2 separate regions of the Zea mays genome follow, and region 1 is linked to region 2. A link is a contact called in public Hi-C data. All regions are on one chromosome and are shown on one strand. The core of a region is the stretch at or near the end of the contact, and the rest is flanking DNA. Distances in the headings are between cores, read along the strand shown.

Evidence for each region. A called contact is a pair of places that touch in the nucleus more often than the background predicts.
Region 1: a Hi-C map of endosperm shows a contact between it and region 2, with 6 times the contacts expected there. The contact joins two enhancer-like sites. A contact is called at or near these places in 3 of 25 Hi-C or Micro-C datasets (bundle sheath, endosperm and leaf).

The regions. Positions count from the first base shown.
Region 1 is chr10:70,695,374-70,700,193 of Zm-B73-REFERENCE-NAM-5.0, reverse strand. No RefSeq gene overlaps it. Among protein-coding and RNA genes, the nearest start is that of LOC103641190, 70 kb to the right of the region's middle. Within about 2 kb of position 3,198, at least 16 of the 20 cell types and tissues checked have an H3K27ac peak or open chromatin away from gene starts, as enhancers often do. A contact at or near this core is called in endosperm, where this site is marked.
Region 2 is chr10:70,526,450-70,531,650 of Zm-B73-REFERENCE-NAM-5.0, reverse strand. No RefSeq gene overlaps it. Among protein-coding and RNA genes, the nearest start is that of LOC103641189, 3.3 kb to the left of the region's middle. Within about 2 kb of position 2,775, at least 3 of the 20 cell types and tissues checked have an H3K27ac peak or open chromatin away from gene starts, as enhancers often do. A contact at or near this core is called in endosperm, where this site is marked.

The sequences.
Region 1 (4,820 bases), core at 1,949-4,448, 170 kb before region 2:
CGCGCGGCCCGGCCTCGCCCCGCCCGGCGCGCTCCCCTCCCCACGGCCCGGCGGCGTCCCCGCCCCCCCCCCCCCCTCGCGGTGCCCCGGCGGCGCTCGGCCGCGGCGCGCCCGCGCAGGCCCCCGGCGTGGCTCGACCTCGCCCCGCCCCGGCGTTCCGGCGTAGCCCCGGCCCCTGCGAGGTGCCCCCGCCCGCGGCAGCCCCGGCCCCCCTTTCCCCCCACGTCTCGACCTCGGCCGGCCGGCCATGGCGCGGCGGCCTGCGGCCCCGGCGTGGCGCCCTCCCCCGGTGTCCCCGCGCAGCCCGGCCCCTCGCCGTGGCGGCTCGGCCCTGCCCGCCTTGGCGTGCCTCGCCCCTGCGCAGCGCGGCTCCGGCCCGGCGTGGCTTCGGCTCGCGCGGCCGTGGTGCCCCTGCGTAGCGCGGTGCGTGCGCTGCTCGGCCCCGGCGTGTGCACGACTCGTTCGCGACACGTCAGCGCGGCCTTGCGCGTACGTACCCGCGTGGCCCACGGTGCTTTGGAACGACTCGCCGTGCCCTCGGCGCGACGTGTAGCGCCCTGCCGCGTTCGCGACGCGCTTGTCTACCCCCTAGACACGCCCGTCTACCCCCCCCCCCCCCCGTGTGTACTCCATGTGTAGTGATCGCGTTATTTAATTAATGAATGGAAACTCAAGTTGGAAATTGGTTACGTTAGTTAATTCATGTAGTTAATCATCTATCTTATTTAATGTTGATCAATTGAAAATGGTTATGATTCTATTAGTGCATGTGACTAATCCTTTTTATTGGAACTAAGTGGAACTAGAGCATGTAATGGCTAGCTATGCGTCTACCCGTAATACGCCTTGAGTATAGCTTTAACCACTGCGGGACCTTTCTTCTCTAGCCATGGCAAATGCAATATCGTATGTTATACTCTATGTATATTCAATCTATTTGTTATCTTGTAATGATGTACTGTTTGTTTCCTAATTCGAATGGATGGATGTATGTATGCTTGCGCTCGCATAGAGAACGATCCAGTTGAGGAGCCCGAAGAAATCACAGGAGAAGATGAAGCCGTGGAAGGAGACTTTCAGGAGTTCCAAGACTACGACGAGTTCTAGGCGTGGGTTAGCGGCAAACCCCCAGTCGGCTGCCTGTGAAGGCCGCGTTTATCTACGTTTCTTTTCCGCACTTTGATTTATTGTAAAGATTATGTGGATGTCTCAGACATATGATGTAATCGACTACTATTTCCCTTTTTAATACTATTTGAGCACTGTGTGATGATGTCCATGTTATGTAACTGCTGTGTACGTGAATTGCTGATCCTGGCACGTACATGGTTCGCATTCGGTTTACCTTCTAAAACCGGGTGTGACACTAGGGATCCACTACGAGGCCTTTACAAAGTTCCACTAGCTTCAGAAAACCTGCTACGGTTTTTGAGAAGGGCAATTGTAATGCCCAAAATTTTATTTTTGGAATGTATTAAAATTCTCCAAATATTTTGAATTTGAATACCTTATAATAAGAAGTTCATTGCATGGAAGCTACATTCCCTAAAATAGACATGTTTTCTAACCGTCATTAAATGAAAGGATTCTATTTAGTTATCTATTTGTTGAATTGTATAATTAAGTTGACACATCTCCTAAAATAAATATTAAACATTTATTCATTCTAAAATAATTTATTAACCTTTGATCTTGGCACACATTCAAAGTACTATTTATCTAAAGGGAATAATATGGGAATATTTCATTTGACTAAATAAATATTTGATTTATAAAATAAATTAAAACATGTATAACATGTTGGAGTTTTTGTTTGAGCACTTAAATATAATTTAAGTTTGAACTCTATTTGAATTTAATTCGAAATTTGAATTTGAATCTAATTGAAAATTGGGAAAGAAAAAAGAAAAAAAAAGAAAGAGGAACCTAGCGCTGGGCCGATTTACTTTTAGCCGGCCCAATTCGGCCTCAAACGAGCCCACCAACGTGCCCCGTCCTCGCGCCTGGCGCCCACTGACGGGCGGGACCCCCTCGTCAGTCGGATATGGCGCCCGCTCATCTCCTCGCCTGGAAATGACGCTCCAGGCCCACCACTCGGTCTCTCGGGTGCCAGCATGTGCATCGTGCTAGGGTCATTGGACATTGGGACCCAGTGGCCAGCTCCCTTCTCCCCACCGAGTTATTTGAATTTGTAATATTCTCGTCGCGCGGCTTCGCTACTTTATTACTCCGCAGCTGAGCTTCGCTAGTTTGGTATTATGGAGCACACACCCGCGCCAGTTGATTAATAGTCCCAAACTGGCGCGGGTGTGTGTTCCATAATACCAACCTGGCGAAGCTCAGCTACGGAGTAATAAAGTAGCGAAGCCGCGCGACGAGAATGTTACAAATTCAAATAACTCCTCTCCACCTCGGCAGCAACAGATCGCCGACTTCCATGGGCGCCGACGCAAGTTGGGGATCCTGTTGGCCGATCAAACTCGCGATGCTTGAGCTTATAAAATCCAAAGCCGTCGCGCCCTGTCCTAGAAAACCAAAAGCATCGCAGCCAACCGAGCACCACCGCGGCAAGGATGAGGGAGCGGGTTGAAGCCGGTGAGGGCGTGGGGATCTGCCGCCGCGGGGGCAAATCGCCTACAACCTCGCGGGAGCCTTGACTATTGATCTAGGAGACTCACTGGGGCCTAGGGAGCGTGGTCGTGAACCAGCGAAGTCGGGGAACCAAGCAGGGGTCGAGCAATTGCTCGCCGTCGTTGCAATCCGCCATGGGGCCACCGAGCGTCGTGAACCAACCATGGAGCCATGTGACCGAAGGTGATAACCTCCCCTTCCCGCTTCACATTGTTCTCCCTATCGTATAGCGCCTATAAGATCTCGTGACCGTGCACCAGAGCACTGTATCACCTAACGCCGACAGGCTCACCACCGTTGGGCATACTGTTGCCGCCGTCGGGTGATGCCGAAGGAAGGAAGAAAAGACTTCGCCGTTGGATGTGAAACTAACGGCCTAGATTAGACAAGAGAGAGAGATAAAGGAGATAGCCGTGGATCAGTAAACGGACGATATAAATTAAATGTAGAATACCGGTTCGGGTTATTGAATTTCGACCGTAGATTGCGGATCCGACCGAGGCAAACGTACGAGTTTGGATGATCTAATCGGGTCCATCCATGCTTGATCGTGCGGGCCACAGTAGGAGGCCGCACCATTTTGCAAAAGAACCCTCAGGGAATTGGTGAATCAACCCGCCATCTAGGGGATTTAAAATGGGTCCATGTTATTTATTCTTTTGACTCTGTGGTTTCAGTGAATTGCGGGCGCAGTCCATGAAACTCTGGATATTAATAAAATTAATTCGAAATTGATTTTTAAATGCCAAAGTAATTCTAAAACCTTAGGAAATGCATAACTAGGTCGTTTTAACTCCTCTTGATCCGTTCCAGTTGCGTTAGCTTCGCAATAATATTGCCTACGCTATGGTAACATTATTTTACCAAGTAACATGTTTCCCAAAGTAGGTATTATGTTTAACCTATGTTAGTAGATTAACCTTTCTAATCAAAGTTAACCTGCCTATAATAAGTTGACTAACATATGATTTATAATTAAGTTATAACTTGAATTAAGCTTAAGTTAGCTATTCCTCTAGAATATCTATCTCACATGATTTATAGTAATCAACATAGAACATAGTTTTCCTGTTTAACCACATAAACCTTTGAAAAATCATAACTTTATAATCGTAACTCCGAATTTAGTGATTCTCGAACCTAGGACCTAGTTACGACGCGTAGATCATTATTATGCAGTTTGTTCTTGTGTTTGGTGTGATGTTAATTTTGCCTATACCATGTTCGTTTCTATTGCTATGACTAGCACCGAGGTTATGAGTCACTTGAAGTACAAGTTGGTACCTGGGGATCTCAAGTCTAAGGCAAGTTGTGCCCTTGATCACCCCTTTTTACCTAATAATGTTCACTGTTAATCACTATGACATGCTCAGGTTAATTTGATGGGACCTAATAGGTTTCCTTAGCATTATTTATCCCCCATCTCACAAATAGATGAATCATTGGGTAGATTTGCTATTGTTGTACCTGGTTTTGGGAAACTAATGTTTCATTATGATCATGTTCCAATTATGTTGTTGTTTAATTATTGTTCATGATAAGATCATATTGTTAATTAGAACATGGAGCGGCCACCCGGGAAAATAGTGCTACCACAAGGGTGGTATGGGACGCCCTTGGATGACTAATTAGGAAAGCTAGTGGAGGACTACCTTACCCGAAAGGGGCAAGGGCAGTAGGGGAGTGGTCGGTATAGGGAGGTTCTCAGGCTGATTTTGCTGCGATGGCTTTTCAGATGGAGGATTCCTATGCTGCGCTCCCTAGAAACTGTAGCGGGTTTTCTGAAGCTAGTGGAACTTTGTAAATGCCTCGTAGTGGTACCCTGCCTCGCTTCCTTGGTAGAGGTGTAATCGCTCTCGCATCAACACCTTCGAACAAGCCGAAGGTATCAATATAATATAAATCTTATTAATATTCATATATTTATCATGAAATGAATATATGAATCGATATATGAATGGTTAATATTTATCATCTCTATGAATGGTTATTCTTGCGAATGGTGAAGGTGCGTCCTACATGATCTTCGTCTGAAGATCATTATATCCAAAAAGGAGATAATGCTTCGAAGGATGAAGGTCCCTAATCTTTTAACAATTTTGTTGCCTTGTTCTTGATTCATAGTATTTAAGAACAAGAGACCAACATTGGTGCCCATCTCCGATGAACTCAAACGACCACTTTCGGCA
Region 2 (5,201 bases), core at 1,526-4,025:
GAAGCAAATATTGTCGATGTGAACTTCTGAAGATGCAACTTCAGAGGGATGTAATAATAATGTAGATAAGTAGAGCACCTCATTAGTTGGCATGCCCTCTGCATAGCAGATTGCCTGAAAAAGGATAGAAGAGGATATAATCAGATGCCCATCACTTGCTCAGTTTATGAACTCTTGTAAGCTCTACTGATCCAGTAGCAGCAAGCATTTGAACTATTTATTGGGCTAAAACTTGAACACAGGGAACCCGTCAACAACAAGATGATGTAGCCCTAAACGGGATCCTAAATGCAGATATCAAGGATTACTGCAAAGTTGAGCTTTTAGCCAAGTTCCTAAAAAGACATCAAGGATCCTAAACATTCGAGCATATGACATTAATCAACAAGAGAGAAAAACGGAAAAGTTGAGCTTTTAGCCAAGTTCCTGGGACAATCTATCAGCGAGAGGATTTCCTTGAACAGTACGACACTATTAAACAGTAAGATCTTAGCCAACTCATCTAGCAAAACAATGACGAATCGCGCCAATAGACACAAAACCAAGCTACTCATACCATGGTCAGGTTGGAGTAGCGCAACCGCCGAAGCAGCTCCTCTACCCCGGGCCGCAGAGCCACCACCGCTGCCTCCCTGGTGCAGGAGGGGTCGAGGAGGAGAGAGGCATCCAGCACGAGTCGTACGGGCTGCCTGGTGGCCATGGCTTAGGGGAGTGAGATGCCAATCACCAATGCCTGAATTCTATTCCTGGCTTTCTGCTCGGCGATGGGACTTGGGGCTGTCGGGCCGGACGCCTGCTGAACCTGGTCACCTGCAGTCGGGCATAGGAAAGGGACCTTGGTGTGGTCAGTGCCGGCGATGTCCACGGCTGTGGGATCCTCGCACCGGCATGCCTCCATCATGTCGCCTAGAAGCCTTCGCGCGTCCGCTTGCGCAGGTCGACACGGCCGAAGACGCCACTAGCCTTCGCGCATCCACTTGCCCAGGTCGCCAAACGCAACCTCGCATCGTCCAGATCCCCGCCTCCTCCGTTCACGAGCGCATGTCCGTCGCCCTGCCGCTGCGCCCACAGCCCACGAGGCAACATGCCACATCACTGGAGCGTGGATAAGTCAGCGGATGCATACAGAAACCGGCCGGTGTCCTCCTCATCATAGTCACCTTCATCCTCACCACCCCCATCAACGCTTGCATCCATGCTTCCATTCCCTATGGAGCCATCCGATGCTACCTTCTAGATCTACGATCCCGGTAAGATTAGCTATGGAGTGGGTGGGATCGAGTGGTGGGCGGCGGAGAGACTACTGGCTAGGAGGAGCAGTCAGATCTCGTGGAGCTTGGGGAGTTGGCGGCGATTTGGGAGGCGTGGGTTGGGCATGCACGGGCGAGATGCGGCTAGCAGCGCGGCAATTTGGAAGGCGCAGGGACTGTGGGCCTCGTGTGGATCAGGCGTGGGGGAGCGGAAGGCGTGGTCCTGGGCGAAGATTTCGGAAGGCCGACGCTCTGCTCTCCATGGAAAGCATTGAGTCGGGATTGCGCGGTCGCGAGGAGGGAGGAGAGTCGGGGCCTGAGCGTGGGCGAGGAGAGTCAAGCGGAGGCGTGGTGAAGCTTGGTGGACGCCCTCGTTGCGTCCTTATAGAGTAGTAGTAGATTTAGTACTTCATGGATTTTAAGCGACGTGGCGTATTTTTATTGGTTGGAGCACGACCACGCAAAGGGCCACAGAAACCACGGGCGCACATGATCCTAACATGGGGCAGTTTTCAATTGACTATGGCTGCATGCACATGCGATAGGGACCTTGGCTATTTTTATTTCTTGCTTGCATGCAGATTAAATTGCATATGCATGGGGCGGGGCTCAGGCATCGGTTTCCTTTTCCAACGCATGCAAACATAACGGATCACTAACGGAGTGGTTGCTTACTTCTTCTCGGTTGCAAATCGCAACCTGCACGACGCCAACAGCAGGGCAAAACCGGATCGCGCAGGGGGGGTAGAGGGTGGTGCCGATGGCTTGCCGGTGACGGCGCGCACGGTGGAGCTCACTGACCGGGCTCTCGCGGGGCAGGGCTAGCATGCACAGGCATGGCGCAGCGCAGGGACATCGTGAGAGAGGCGGGCTGGGCAGGGGCTCCATGGCTAGCCGGGAGTGGAGCTCGCCGAGGCTGGCCGCCACGCTGTCGTGCCAGGAGCAGGGATGGCTAGCTGGGCAAGGGCGCGACAGGGTTGCTCGCCGAAGCAAGTGCACGAGCCGGCGTCGCGCGTGTGGGCGTCATGGGAAGAAGAAACAACGGACCATGACAGAGAGAACGAAATACTCACCGGGAACATGAGTGGTGAGCCGGACAAGACTCCATAGCGGCTGCATGCCAGACGGACTAGGGAAGAACAGTGACGAATGGGGCTTCTCCACACGACGACGAGCTCGACGCAGCGGCTCTGATGCAGGCGAACACGGCGAGGACGAACTCCGGTGCGGCGGTTTCGATGGAGAGCTCCGAACGCGTGTCGGGATGGCGAGGTGAGGACTGGGCGGCGGTTTTGGAGACATCGGGTGCTGGCTATTGGGGAAATGAAGGAGGGAAGAGGAGAGGATGTGCAGACGCTCGGATAGGACAGCGTGGGCGCGGACGTCGGGTTTCTCGGCGTCGTGGGCGAGTGCCGCAGCGCGCAGAGCGAACAGAAAGCAGTTGAGAAGATGAACAGGAGGTGGGCGCATGGCATGCGCGGTGGCGGCGGGTGGAGAGCGCGCACGTGCAATGTGCGAGCGAGGCGGCCGAGCGCGGCCGCTGGACCGCGGGGAGGGGCGAGCTGGGCTGGCCGAGAGGGGGGGCCTGGGCCCAGTTAGGCTTTCTCCCTTTATTTCTTTGTTTCTTCCTTTTTCTCTTTTCTATTTCCTACTAATTCAAATCGAATTCCTTATTAAACGCATACTTCACAAACTCACTCATCAAACAAAGTGAAAATATGTTTTAGCATGATGCGACAATCAAGACACCTATAGAATTTTGCTTTACTAGGCTTACACATCGATATAAAATAAAATAATTCATCACTATTTACAAAAAAAGAAAAGAAAAGTAAAGAAAAGAGAGGGTAACACCTGAATTTGGTGGATATTAAGAAAGAATTGTATACCCCCAAAATCAAAGTGTTACAGGGCGCAATGGAGAAAATTAGGGAACAGATGGCTGAACTATTTCGAGATAGGCTCGGAGTTAGTGTAGCAGAGTAGGGCAATAATATCAAAAGCCATATGATCACCAGTTTGGCGTTGTCCCATACCCACAAGGGGCATAGCAAGGATACCAGAGTTTTCATTTTTTTGGTAAAAGTGGTAGAAGTACACACGAATATGTAGCCTAGTTCCTAGAACACCTAGGCGAATTGGCCAATAGGAAAGCTTTTCGTGTTCATTTATTTTGTTTTTCCCTTACTGGTACAACTTTTGCATGGTACATCACCCTACCTCCTAATTCCATTAGTTCCTCGAATGATATAGAAAGTAAATTTCATGAACATTTCTTTTCCAGGGAATATGAATTAGGGTTGACTAATTTAGCCTCAGTCCGACAGGGAAGTGAAGAATCGGTTAATGATTATATCTGGAGGTTCTAATATACTAGAAACCGATGCTTTCAGATCCATGTCACTAACAAAGAGCTAGCAGGGCCAGCTTTTAATGGGTTGCGATCCTATGGCACCCATGTCACACCCGGATTTAAGAGATAAAGTCGGGTGTGTCTCATATGTGCGCCTTAGAAGAAGAACACATATAATAACAAAGTGTATAGAGATAAATGTCACAATATCATAAAAGTAATTATTACATAGCGAAAGTCTTACAAAAATAATGATAAATATAAAGCGAACTAATGTCCATCCATGGCGCCATAAAGTTGACTGGGAGACGCCACCTAGATCAACTCGTACTCCTCGTTGCACGGCTCCTCCTGGACCACCTATTCTTCTCTTGTGGGGGGTTATATATCGCAAGTGTGAGCTCACTAAAGATCATAGCTCAACAAGTTGTGGGGAATAATGTGTATGAACTCACCAAAGGTGGGAGTTCATGTGAAGTGTAAGGTCGATCAACAATAGGGGTTAAAGCTAAGCATTGCTTTTAATAAGTTGGTCAAATTTTATTAGCAATTACTAGATGTAAGTAAATACCATACCAGAATAATAATAGAGCAAAATTAATAATACATCCCATGCAATGCAAATGACAAATTGAATTTAGTTCCATAGTTTAATCATGCGAGAGTCCTGAGCTGCTCATGACCGCGAGCATGGCTAGTATACCAGTTTTACACTCTGCAGAGGTTGTACCCTGTACCCACAAGTCATGTTACCCATCTGCCACGGGGTTGTATGGGCCCCATACATCTCTACCAAGGAAGCGAGGCAGGATAACACTACGAGGCCTTTACAATGTTCCACTAGCTTCAGAAAACACGCTACAGTTTCTAGGAAGAGCAATGCAGGAATCCCCGTCTGACCGCCATCACAGCAAAATCAACCCGGAAACCTCCCTACACGCCTACTGCCCTTCCCCCTATCGGGTAAGGTCTCCACTAGCTTTCCTAGTTAGTCAGCCAAGGGCGTCCCATTCCACCCTTGTGGTGGCACATGTTTCTCAAGTTAAGCTCCATGTTCCAATTAAAATAGTAATCTTATCATGAACAGAAATAGAACAATAATAAATAATTGGAACATAATCGTAATGTAATATTAATTCCAAAACCATATATAGCAATAGTAATGACTACCCAAAAATTTAGGGGTAAATAAGGTGAAAAGATAATCAGACTAGGGTGACCTATTGGGTCCCATCAAAATTAAGTCTAAGCATGAATAAGTGATAATAAAGAACATTATTGGGTAATAAAATTAGTCAAGGGCACAACTTTCCTTCAATGAGCTCCTGCTCAGCAACTTCTACCTGCTGAACACCTCACTCCTCAGCCACTGGCTCTTCTACTCGCCACAATACAAACAAGCATAGTACAAGGGAAAAATTAACATCACACCAAACATGTATACAAAATACATATTAATAATCTACACATTAAAACAAGATCATAGGAAAAAGAACCACTAAATTCGGAGTTACGGATCCCAAGTTATGATTTTCCGAAGTATTTATGTGTTTGGTACAAGATTAATTAAGTGATCAAATTTAATGTGGTTTTCATGC